Regions from separate parts of the Mus musculus genome. Here region 2 is linked to region 1. The links are chromatin contacts, called in public HiChIP or PLAC-seq maps. All regions are on one chromosome and are shown on one strand. The core of a region is the stretch at or near the end of the contact, and the rest is flanking DNA. Distances in the headings are between cores, read along the strand shown.

Region 1 (5,972 bases), core at 962-3,461:
GAAATCCGCCTGCCTCTGCCTCCCGAGTGCTGGGATTAAAGGCGTGCGCTACCACGCCTGGCTCCCTTTTTTATTTTTTGAAATGAATCCTTTCACAACTTCATACGTATATAATGTCCCTTGATCATATTCCCCCACCATCTTCCCTCATTCCCTCCTCTCAAATCCTTTCTTCTTCTTAACAAGACCCCTCACACTTTGATATCATGGTCTGTCTGTGTGTGTGTCCCACTGCATTTAATCAGAACTGAACATGAACGTCAGTTGGAGGCAAAGCTTCACTGCTAAGGACTATGACCCTCTTCCCCCAGAAACTATTAGCTGCCTATCACTGCCTAGGCAGAGGCTGGGCCTCATGGGCCTCCCTAGCACCCACCAGCTCTTATCTTCTTTGCAAGTTGCCTCAGTTGACCAGGGCCCTGGGTTGAGTCTTATTCGTTTTGCTGTGCGGAGCAGTGCTGGTTTCACTTTCTGTAGGTGGTTACTCCTGTACCTAGCTATGCATTTGTTCCAGGAACCCCCAAGGCCCCATCCTAGCATGGTTCCTCCCTGCAATATGGCATTTGCACTATCCCTCATCAAATAAAGATTCCTGTATGCTTATTATCCACTGAGTGCCTATACTTCAGACCAATGCTAGGCCTTGGGATGGCTCAGTTTTATTCCCAAACATCGCAGTAATTCATGGTAAGCAGTCACTACAGCCAGACATGTAAGGTAAAAACATTTAAGATTTGGGGGCAGGGGCAGAGGAAACAGGTGCCTGGGCTAAGTCTGAAGGGTTCATAGCAATCAATCAATACATAATCAATAGAGGTTAGCCCTCTTCATGTAGCCCAGGGCCTGGAAGAAAGGGAGCATGGATGGACACCCTGAGGACTAGGCAAGACAAGAAGTAATTAAAATATGAGACATCAGAGGGTCTTTGACCAGGTCTGTCCCCAAAAGGGTAGCTAAGGTCCATGGAACTCTGGGCCCACTAAAAATACCTTACTATGAATGAGCCACAACTTTGGGTGAGATGGGTGTGGTAGAGTACACCTTTAGTCCCAGCACTTGGGGGGCAGAGGCAGGCAGATTTCTGAGTTCGAGGCCAGTCTGGTCTACAGAGTTAGTTCCAGGACAGCCAGGGCTACACAGAGAAATGCTGTCACAAAAAACCTGTCTCAAGACAAACAATCAAACAAAAACAATTTTGAATGAGCAACTCCTAGAAAGGTGGAACCAGGGAAGTTGGGCAGGGAAGTTGCTTCCACAACTTGAGACACGTGCCCTATTGCCAGAGGCTTTCCCAGATGAGCTGGAGTGAAGTTCTGAGTTAAAGGGTCTGTCTGCAGGCATTCAGAAGGGTCTCTCTGTGTTTAGAAAGTGCAGGCAGCAGTTAACAGGTGGGCTGTTCTCAGTGGCTACATTTGTCTCAGTGACACCCAGGAGTTTGGGAATGTAAGCATGTGTAGGCATAGAGAACAGGCAAATGAATTGGCGGAGGGGGGGGGCATCCTAAGGATCTCCCTGGTCTCCAGGGGGTGCTCCTGCCAGCCCTGAGACGGGCTTCTGGGTTAAGACTGCAGCAGGCTAAGGCCTAGATAGAAGGGCCGAGTGGTCCCACTGCAGAGCTAGGCCAGGGCTGTGAGGGCCAGATTGACAGCTAGAGATGTCCCTTAAAAGGGCCAGATAGCCGGGCGTGGTGGTGCACGCCTTTAATCCCAGCATTCCGGAGGCAGAGGCAGATGGATCTCTGAGTTCAAGGCCAGCCTGGTCTACAGAGTGAGTTCCAGGACAGCCAGGGCTACACAGAGAAACCCTGTCTCCTAAAAAAAAAAAAAAAAAGGGCCAGAGCAGGGTCCCAGGACCAGAGCACCAATGGAGTTGGTCACCGGATGGGCATCTGGGGACAGAAGACAACTTGGCTTTGTCCTATAGTTGGCAGGACAAGACAGACTGTCCCAAAGGACCAAAGGTAGAGTTGGCAGTTGTTGGGACAGAGGCCTCAGTGAAGGAGAGCGCCCAACTGTCTGGAGCCTATAATCCTCTTGGGGCGTTCTTAATGCAAGAGAAGGGAGCCCCAGAGTCAATCGGCGCCTGGCCCCAGGGGACCCTCAGTGTAAAGGACCGAAGTGAGCAGGAGGGGCTAGACATTCTATCCTTACTTGTGAGGCTACTTGGGGTACAAGATCCGTGAAGGGCCCCAAGCTCCGCCCCTCAGAGAAGTGCCTGGGAAGGCGGAGCGCACATGAACCAGAGAAAAGGCTCTACCGAGGCAGGAGGGATGGTGGACGTGGAGACAGGGGGATCGTGGGCAGCAGCGGTAAGAACTCTGGCTGGTTCTACCCGTTTCTCGTTAAGTCTCCCAAGGGCCGGATGGTGTGGGCGCCCGCCCCTAGTGCAGGAGAAATCAAACTGGGACTGGTGGCTGCGGAGCCAATCCCGGAACAGATGGGCCAGTTTCGACCAATAGCCGCTGAGAATATTAATGAAAGCTGACGCGGCGGCGACCAGCTCTTCATTCAAAAACAGCAGCTATTGTCGCCGTGGGGAGCGCGCGCCGCCTTGCAGGTTCTGCCATCTGGTCTTGCGGGGACCGACGCGGGTGGAAGCTGGGCGCCCATGGCCGTGGCAGCGATGGCCGAGCGTGGCCGCCTATCGCACGCTGCGCCCGCTCCTAGTACAGAGGGGCTACCGCGAGCCTTTCTCCAGAGCCTGCGCACCCTCTTCGACATCCTGGACGACCGGCAACGCGGCTACGTGCACCTGCGGGAGATCGAGTCCCGCTGGCAAGGTGCAGACGCACGCGAGCTGCCGTGCGGCGTGCTCGAGGGCCTGCGCCAGGTGGCCCCGGCCAATGGCTACCTGACCTTCGAGCGTTTCGTAGCGGGCTTGCGCACCTCGCTGCTGAAAGCCGACGGCGGCCAGCGGGATCAGGCACGCGTCGCGGCCCGGCCTGGGGACCAGTCGTCCCTGCAGCAGCGCCTGATGTTCGCACCGGCCGATGAGCCGCGGACTGTCCTGGAGAGAAAGCCTCTGCCTCTGAGTGCGTGCCCTGCTTCTGGTGGCCCCAGTGGCACCTCCCGGAACCCTGAGCTGTTATGTGTCCCGGTGGAGGCGGCGTCCTGCCCCACAGAGACCGAGCGGCCCCTGAGCAAGGCGCTGGAGCAAATCCCCAGCGCGGATTTGGGTGAGTTTGGGTCCCTAGTCACACCTCGTAATTCCAGGGACTTGTGCTAGAAACTGGAGACCCACAGGGTCTTGTCAGAGGGGTGGAGATGGGGACGACTGTGAGCAGCCTCTTAAGGAAGGTTGGGGCCACCTGGGTGGAAAGGGGCTTTGGCCTGTGCCTAAGTGCTGAGGTAAGGGCAGAGGCCCGATACCAGGGCCAAGGGCTGATAAGTGACTGATAACTCAGGAGACGCCCAGTCTGTCTCAAACCTGAGCTAGGCATTGGAGCGTCTGTGGCCGTGAGAGAAGGCATCAGCCTGCTGTACCTGCTCTAGACCTGGGGACATCTGGGTCTTCATCTTCATTTCTGCGTGGCTGCTTGTGAACGTTTCTTCTTAAAAGTGCTCATGCTCTCATGCCCTAACCTGTCCTGAAGGCTCTTCTCAGTGTGACACCCTGCAGAGACAACCCGGCCTGCTTCTCCACCCAGGAGGCAGAGGAGGCAGCACAGGAGCACCTAGCACAAGTGCTGAAGAAGGTTGGGTGTATGTATGATGGTGTGTGTGTGTGTGTGTGTGTGTGTGTGTGTGTGTGTGTGTGTCCCACAGCACCTGCTGTGCTGTGCTGCTGCAGATACACTGCCAGACACAGACCAAAGTCTCTGGGGAATCCAGCAGGCTTCTCTCCCTCCTTCCGGTCTAGTTGGCTGGGACAGGAGACTGTTGAATAGCCCCCTGTCTGCCTTGAGAACAGGACCTGCATTATGCCTGAGCCTGGAGGCAGGTTCTCAGGAATCTAAGCCCCTCTTCCAACCCTGTTCCCCATTTATCCTGTGCACTGCCCTGTCAGGGCTGCCCACTCATGGCAGCTGCCAGTTCATTTTAGTACACAGAGGGACAGAGACAGAGAGAGACTGGGCTCTACTTGCGGTTCAAGCCTTGACTCCCTGTTCTTGTGGAAGGGGAAGCTTCTAGGCATAGCTGGTTATCTTGGTGGCTGTGAGTGTGAAGTCAGCCCTGGCATGGGACTGTATATAATGGACAGGGTCCGGGTTTGTCTGTGGTACAGATCTGTTTTACCTTGTGTGGCCCTGAGTCAGTTACCCCTCTGAAAGCCATGTGCTCAGGGCCCATGACTGGGCAATATTTAGCCATTGCTCTGTAAACCTAAAGCCAGGCTCTAGCTCTAACTTTTTTATAGGTCAGCCAAGGTCCAGATAAGGATGTTGGTATACTTGCTGAACCACTTTAGCTCCCTATGAGCACATATGACCTCAAATGCCCAGTTCTACGGTATATGCCTCTTTTCTGTGCAAACGTTCCAGGTCCTTCCTAGAACTCAGTGCCAGTACCTGCTCTGGCCCCACCCTCTGGAGGCAGCCTCCTTTGTAGCTCTCATTGCCTCACCCTGAACCTGCAGACCACTCAGCACAGCAGGATGGGACAGGAACTTTGGGGCCTGCTTGGAGCTAGAGTCTCTGTCTTGCACATCTGAGCCAAATATTGTATCTCTGTCACTCACTCGGATGGCTTAGCCTCGGGGGTGACCCTGATGCCACAGATAGGGTTGGAGAGCCCAAGGGAAGTTCAAAAGCTGTGGGTCACCACACCAGGGCCTATCCATTTCGTCTCTTGCCCTTCCCTCTTTGATACTCTTGATATATGTATCTGATATGTTTTGTCAGGCACTGGGTGACTCCCTGCCCCTGCTTCCTGCCTCCCCCACCCCCACCCCCAACCTCTCAGGGCAGGCAAGAGGATTCCAAGTCCTAACTAGGCACAAAGTCAACAGAGAAAGCAAAAGCACACTCAGGAATCAGTACTGACTGAGGTTCCCTGCACAGGCCTGGTCCCTGGGGTTTGTACTGTCGCAGTTAGCTGGAGGATTCTGGAAGGGCTGGGGAGCCAGGATGAGATTATGAGGCCATTAGGCTTGCCCAGAGTTAAGCTATGTCCCCGACTGTCTGTTACAGGTGCAGCAGCCTGTAAGACCCTGGGCAAGGGCACAGGTGAAGCCCGGCAGGCTCCACGGGCCCGAGGCGAGCGTCGAAGGCATACCATCACCAATGGTGTGGACTGCAGCCTGGTAAGAGGGGCCAGGACTCTGAGGGACTCTGTGTATCCAGAAGGTTGGAAACCAGGGAGATCCCATGGGCCTGGTTACTTGGGGAATCCCTGTAGGAGAACTGGTCAGCTTTTTCCCTTCTTGGGCTTAAGGGAAGACAGACAAAGTCAGGCACAGGGAGAAGAGGCTCCTTAGAGATGCCTGGAGACAGAGTGTGGGACCCTGCTCTGCCTACCAGGTAGGCTCACCTCTGCAGGCCAGCTTAGTGCACAAAGAGTATAATTACTTTAAGCTAGAGTGCTGAGTCTGTTCAGTCACTCCGCTGCCCTGGGAAGCCTCAGTAGAGGGGCTGAGAGGCCAGTCTCCAGTATCACCATCATCCAAAGAGGAGAAACTAGGCTATGTTCTCCAAGGCATACGTTGGAACCTTCCCTGGATAAGCTGGTGCTTTCCGTCGTGGGTGCATTGGCAGACTACACAGGTGCTGATGTCATTCATTGTGTCTGTGTGCTAGACTGCCTGTGGACAGGTCTCAGCTCCCACACCTGCAGCTCCTGGAGCACAAAGGTATGTGCAGGTGTGCATAGAGCCAGTCTGCTTGCTGTCATGAGTACATTTCCATGCTCACGTGTGTGTTATAGTTGAAGCAGATGAAGGAGTTAGACCAGGAACAGGAGGTGCTTCTGCAGGGCCTGGAGATGATGGCACGGGGCCGAGACTGGTACCAGCAGCAGCTGCAGCGTGTGCAGGAA
Region 2 (5,972 bases), core at 1,127-3,626, 250 kb before region 1:
TGTGCAGGTGGGGAAGATTGGGAGGGGCCTCTGAGGAGGGGGACAAAGTGACAATCAGGTTTTGTGACTCTTCAGCTCCAGGAGGAAGCCTGGCAGGGTTGGCTACACTGATGAGCCTCTGGCCAGATGGTTGGATATGACTTAGAGTAGGCAGGACTGGTAGCCAGGGGCTCCCTCGAGGCTTCTGTAGCCTGGGAGCCGAAGTGTTGGCTGAAGCCACAGCCACACTTACAGTCAGGACAGGAGGGGAAGTGAGTCACTCCCTTGCCATTCCCTAGTGTTCTGAACCCCTTGCCAGGCTAACCAGCACTCCACTGTCCTCTAAGGTAGACAATACCTACAAGTCCCTCTGCCTGTGAGCTTGACTCTCAGCATCCTGAGGGCTGTGTAGCCTACTTACCTTCCCACATTCTATCTACTGGCCCAGGCCAGAGGATCTGAACCCTCAGCCCAGGCCTGCCCCGAGCTCCAAGCCTCTCCCCGAGCTAAGTCCCACATCCTCATGGGCTCTGGACAGTGTCTCACTGGAAGCTGGGTTTTGGGCAGTCATGCACATCTGCAGACCATGTAGTCAACGTCCTCCCAGAGAGCTCCCCAAGGCTGTTGGGGTCACACTCTGGAGCTCCTGTCAGCCCACCAAGAGGACTCTCCATGCCTCTCATAGCCTTCAGGAAAGGGGGCTGGGACACTTTTTCTGCCTCTTGGTGTGTGTGTTCAGTAGGACAGGCAGAAGCCAGAAAGAGGCTGTTTGTAGTCCCATATAGGGCTGTATGGGGCTGTGGGCCTTCCAGAGTTAGGGCCTCAGAGACTGGGCTCAGAAGCCCCTCATAGTACTTTATCTGAGAAAAGGTATCAAAGTGTAGATCCCACCCCAATGTCACTCCCCAGAACTCTGTTCATTGCATGCCCAGAGGAGCCCTTCTGAGATTGCCTCCTAGCCCCTCTCAGCTCTGGCGGGCCAATCTTGCCGATGAGCTCCAGCAAGACTGTGTAGCACGTGGCAAACATCCCTAAGCTGGCAGGCCACTCTCCTGCCCTTTGTCCATTTGTCAGTTGATCAATCTGTCTGTTTGCTGAGTATGTAGGCAGGCACCCCAGACAGAAACACTTAAATGGCTGAGACCGCTCAGCCTGTGCTGCCCGGATACCCTAGGGCAGGAGTCTCCGGAGGAGAACTTGTGTGCTGTTGGCATTATAGTTTCTGGGTTAACTTTGCTAGCACTGACATCTTTGGTGCAGGCCCAGAAGGTTGTAAGAGTCTAGTCCTAAAGTTCTGTATTCAGAGTCCCAGACCCAGCTAGGAGGCCCAGGCTGTGACCAGATCTGCATGAGGTGCCTGGAGAAGGAGGGGCTTCCAGTCACTGCACAACTAGAGTTCTGTCATGCAGCCTAAGAGATACAGACCCCAGCTCATGGCTAGAGGATGCCTCAAGTGGACTCTGGCCCACACATGCCTGCTGAACTCAATGAGGCCATCACTCATTCCAGCATCATGACTTCCACCCTGTTGCCATTGAGAGTCAAAGATGAGCACTCGTTAGGGACAGAACAGTGCTCTGGAGGCCTCCACTCCTACAGCTGTGATTTAGGTATTTGTCACCAGAAGCCAGCCACCTAAGCCCCGTAGACCTTGGTTGGCCCTGGGAGAAGGCCATGTGTCAGCAGTACCACGACTCACATAGCTTCATTTCCTGTCACACCTGCCTCTCAAAACTATTGAGGGGCACGGAGAAACCAAGATGGCCACACAGCCAGGAACAATGTGGGGTTGGGCATTGACATGCCCCCCCCCACACCCCCCGCCCGTTCTTAAGGCTGAATGGCGGCTGTGCCTGGAGAGAGTGCTGCGAGGCAGAAGGCAAGCTAGTGTTTCAGCGTCTTCTGTTACACTGAAGCTTTTCAAAGAGTGTCTGGGGCTGCTGAATGTGCCTCTCTTGCTCTCCAAGGCAGACATTCTACACAAAGGGGGCTCTTGTCCTGCACAGGCCCCTTCTGGGAAGAAAAGCCATTGTCCAGGACAGGGCCGCCCAGCAGGCGGTGCATGCTCCACTGCCCACCACCGCGCCCGTCCAAAGGGGCCTCATTCAAGCTTGTCTGCCTGGATTAGCAAGGACTCACGACTCAATGTGCTGCGATATTTCATGTCGAGGGCAGCGGCTGGCTCTGGGCAGAATCAATGCCTGCTTTTGTCTGCCGAGTTATTTTATTTACATTTTTAAAACAGCTTATCAAGGTAAAAAGATAGCTTTGCAAAAAAAAAAAAAAAAAAAAAAAAAGTGTTTGGCTTCAGGCCAGCACAGAGGTAGGAGTACGGGCTGGCACTGGGGTCCTAGGCCAGCCATGCAGTCTGGTCCTAAGCCAGCCTGGGCACCTGCCCAGCCCTCCTGCAGTTCAGGGGAGTGGGGGAGCAGGGGAAACTTATACTTCCAGAAGCCACAACCCTAGCCCCTCTGGATTTCTTGATTGTTTTCCTGAGGTTCCCTCCCGGCTACTCTGACCCAGCTGGCTGTACAGCTCTGAGTGTCCCACCTGGGCAGCAGAGGGTCAGGAAAGGGGTCCTATTACCTCCATCTGTTTTCAGCCTAGTCCTGACCTCTCCCTCCTGTGGAACCGTATCCAAGCCTTTGTACTGGACAGGCAGGGATCTTCACTGAGAGCCTGGGCTTGCCAGGTCACCCATGCACTGGTCTATCATGATCTCAGAGAAGATTCAGCAGAAATGGCCAGAGACCCATCCTAGGCTGGTCTGACCAAAATAATAGGCCACAAAGATCCCTGAAGCTCAAGCTAGGCCAAAGCCAGGGCCCTTCCTGGAGGAGGTGGCTCTGGGTTCTGCTGCCTCCCCTCACCCAGCAAGGGCAGCTGACAGTAGCTAAATAGGAGTGGGACGGCGTCTCTCTTGCCCTAGCCCCTGCCCAGGTAGGCTATGAAAATAAAACAAACAAACAAACAAACCTCTTCCAAAACACCCCACTGCCTCTACAGATCCACACTGTGGATAATGGGACTTCGAACCTAGGAGTGCTGGCTGCACACCAGGCCACCTGGCCACTAGAGGGCAGCCTAGGTGCGTGGGGAGAGCCTGCCTGGCATATATAAACTAGCCTAGTGACCCCATATAGAAAGCATAACCGTGCACCTCTAGCTCCCAGAATGCTCCTGGTCAGCCCATCTACCTAACAGATGAGGCTTGAGCCTCCACACTTAAGAAGCACAGCCCACCCTGAGACAAGCCTCCCAGTCAGGGGGTTTGGGTCCCATTAAGAGCCGGGCTTAGGGAAGACTGACCATCTGGAACATCGCTAGGACACTAACAATGCAGTTGAAGTTGTGGGAAGCCCCAGACCCTTCACCCACTGCCCCTCACCATCTCACTCAGACTTCCTTCTCCCCGAGCCACTTGGCAGAGAGTCTGAACCCACAGTCGGAAGAGAATAGCCCAGTCCTTGGCTCCCCTGTCTCTGATGAAGCCAGGTCAGGCCCAGGGGAGGGAGGGGCCTTAGGGGACTCTGAGTGGGCCTGATCCTAACATGATGTGTGTATGGGGTGCTGCACATCCCTAGTTTCCCTGGATCCTGCAGCTTCTGGAGGATCTGTGACCCAGAAGGCCCTTGTGTGAAGCTGTAGGTATCTCCTGGTGATCACGTTCCGTCCTCCTCTAAGCCCTGCATGCAGATCCTAAGACTATCCTCATATTCTGTATTTCTCTTCAAACCATGCATACCTTCCCCCTGCCCTGAGATCATCCCACGCTCTGTGCCCCATGGGACCTGGTGAGGCCAAGCCCCCTGGATAAGAGCCAGCTATGGAGGCATTGGGTCAGCACAGGGAAAGCCCAGCCCGGACCCCTTGGGCTAGATGCCGCCAAGCCTTTCCCAGGCTGCTATTTTGGGCTCTCTGAGACTTGGGGGTGGGGTGCCAGATAGCTTTGCTGCTGCTCATGCTGGTTATTTTTGCTCATAATGGGAGTACGATATATGGAAATTATTAATAGCCTCCCCGGCTACGGTACGTGCTGGTACTCAGGGCCAGCGTGTGCTCTGTCCCGCGGTGGGAAGGTCTCGCTGCACAGCAGGTTTGGGGGAATTGCCTCTCAGCTACACCCAATCCCCATCAAATGCTTCCCAGGCTGCGAGTACCATTACCTACAAAGAAGTTGGTCTGGTTATCTCAAATAACCATGGCAACCTGGGGACAGATCTGACCACAGGTCTTTACATTTGAACTTCCTTCTACTTCCCAACTCCTTGGAGCTGGATGAGAGTCTAAGGGTGCCCAGTCTCTTTAGATAAAGCTCTGAGGGATTACAGGAAGTTGCTGTGGGCCCCCAGATCTCCAAGGCATGCGGTGCACCTTACCCCTCTGCTGCATGCTGGACTGGCTATGTTGACCTTCTAGACCTGTAGAAGCTCCTGCGAGAGATGGGGCCACTGTGCATAGGTCACTGTTGATCTCTTGTCCCAACTGCCTGACCCTTGCAAGCCCTGAGCCGAATTCTGGGGAACTGGGGTAACAGATGAGTTCTCCTGCCATCTCCTCCACCCCTCAGAGACTAGATTATACTGTAAAACATGAATTCCCAGGGTCTCAGCCCAGCAACTACACTGCTGGACATAGGAAGCTCCTGAGTATGTCTGTAGTGACCAGCGACGGTAGAGATGATAGGAGCCTTTCTGTAGCACTGTGCCCCGCTCCCGAGCACGTGCAAGCACTATGTGTTGCCAGGCAATTGTGTAGGGCATGAAGTTGAAGCTGCAGCCCGGGCTGGTTATTGAAAAGGTAAAAATGTCTTTCTCATGCAAATCATTTAGGTTCAAACTTGGATAAAGCTCAGGTCTCCAGAAACAGAGCTTGGTGGGGGGTGGGGAGAGTCTCTCACCACCAAGCTCTAGGCTGCCGCCAAGACCGAGAAACGGGAGGGCAGAGCCCAGGAGGAGGCCGAGAAGTACCAGCCAATGCACTGATCGAGGCCTGCAACATAGTGTGCAGAGGCCACTAAGCTGACTTCCTGTTGTAGGGAAGCCACAACCAGACACAGCAGTGCTGGTCACCTAGAGCCTGAAATTTAGCTGGGCATGGTGATGTACAACTTTAATCCCAGCACTTGGGAGGCAGAGGCAGGTGGGTCTCTGAGTTCAAGGCCAGCCTAGCCTAAAGATCCAGTTCCAGGACAGCCTGGGCTGCACAGAGAAACCCTGTGTGTGTGTGTGCACATGGCTGCTGCTGAGATTTTAAGTGAGGTGGGCTGGGCTTAAGATTGCTCAGTCCAGACCTGCAGACACCTTGGGGCAGATGATGTAGTCTTGAAAGCCATTAGGCCATGCCCACCAGCACACACCCACAGTAGCTCTGAGGGCATGGCAGTGCTATGGGAGGCTGAGGGCATCCAACAGGGCGTATCCAGAATGTGAGATCTAGGCCCGAAGGCTGGGGCTCTGTCCCTTGTGAACTGAGTAGCCTGGCAAATGTATGTGTCACATCTGTGAGGGGAAAGGTGTACTGGCAGTCAAGGAATACCACAAAGTCACACTGCACAACAAACCTCACTCAAGACATTTATTGGGAGGGAAAATAATGGCTGGAGGGTGGCTGCCTCTGCTTGGGTGAGAAGCAGCAGAGACCTGGGCAGAAGACAGGATTTGGGGGCGGGGGGGGGGGTGTTCAGGGTGGAGATTTCTAGGGTGAAGATTGGTGGGATTTCAAGTCCAGAACTTGGGCCGAGACCAGGGATTGGTGGGATTTCAAGTCCAGAACTTGGGCCGAGACCAGGGATTGGTGGGATTTCAAGTCCAGAACTTTGTCTTTTTACTTTCTAGGGTGGAGGCTGAGTCTAGCAGTTAGGCCAGTTAGAGTGTTCTGGAGGTTGGAGATCCTCACGAGAGGAGCCTGCCCACTGATGTGCCTCAAAGGCTTTACACTGTCTCCATGGTCTGAAGGAAGCAAACAGGACCCCTCTGCAGAGCCCATGGAAG

What was found. HiChIP or PLAC-seq counts read pairs in DNA pulled down with a chosen protein or histone mark.
Region 2: a FOXA1 HiChIP or PLAC-seq map of pancreatic cancer cells shows a contact between it and region 1. The contact joins the enhancer-like site here to the promoter of Sapcd2 in region 1. A contact is called at or near these places in 5 of 39 promoter capture datasets (cranial neural crest, embryonic stem cells, liver and 2 more), 4 of 115 datasets of contacts at active chromatin or transcription factors (the SCID.adh cell line, embryonic stem cells, large pre-B cells and 1 more) and 1 of 9 other capture datasets (liver).

Annotation. Positions count from the first base shown.
Region 1 is chr2:25,369,824-25,375,795 of GRCm38.p6, forward strand. Sapcd2 (suppressor APC domain containing 2) reads left to right here and starts at 2,212. Exons shown (of 7, transcript NM_001081085.2): 1 at 2,212-3,175; 2 at 3,593-3,694; 3 at 5,129-5,241; 4 at 5,862-5,972. The coding sequence starts at 2,608.
Region 2 is chr2:25,124,340-25,130,311 of GRCm38.p6, forward strand. All of the region lies in intron 2 of Gm13387 (predicted gene 13387), which reads right to left. Among named protein-coding and RNA genes, the nearest start is that of Gm13387, 18 kb to the right of the region's middle. RefSeq lists an enhancer at 506-3,751. Within about 2 kb of position 2,377, at least 75 of the 459 cell types and tissues checked have an H3K27ac peak or open chromatin away from gene starts, as enhancers often do. A contact at or near this core is called in the SCID.adh cell line, liver, neural stem cells and 1 more, where this site is marked.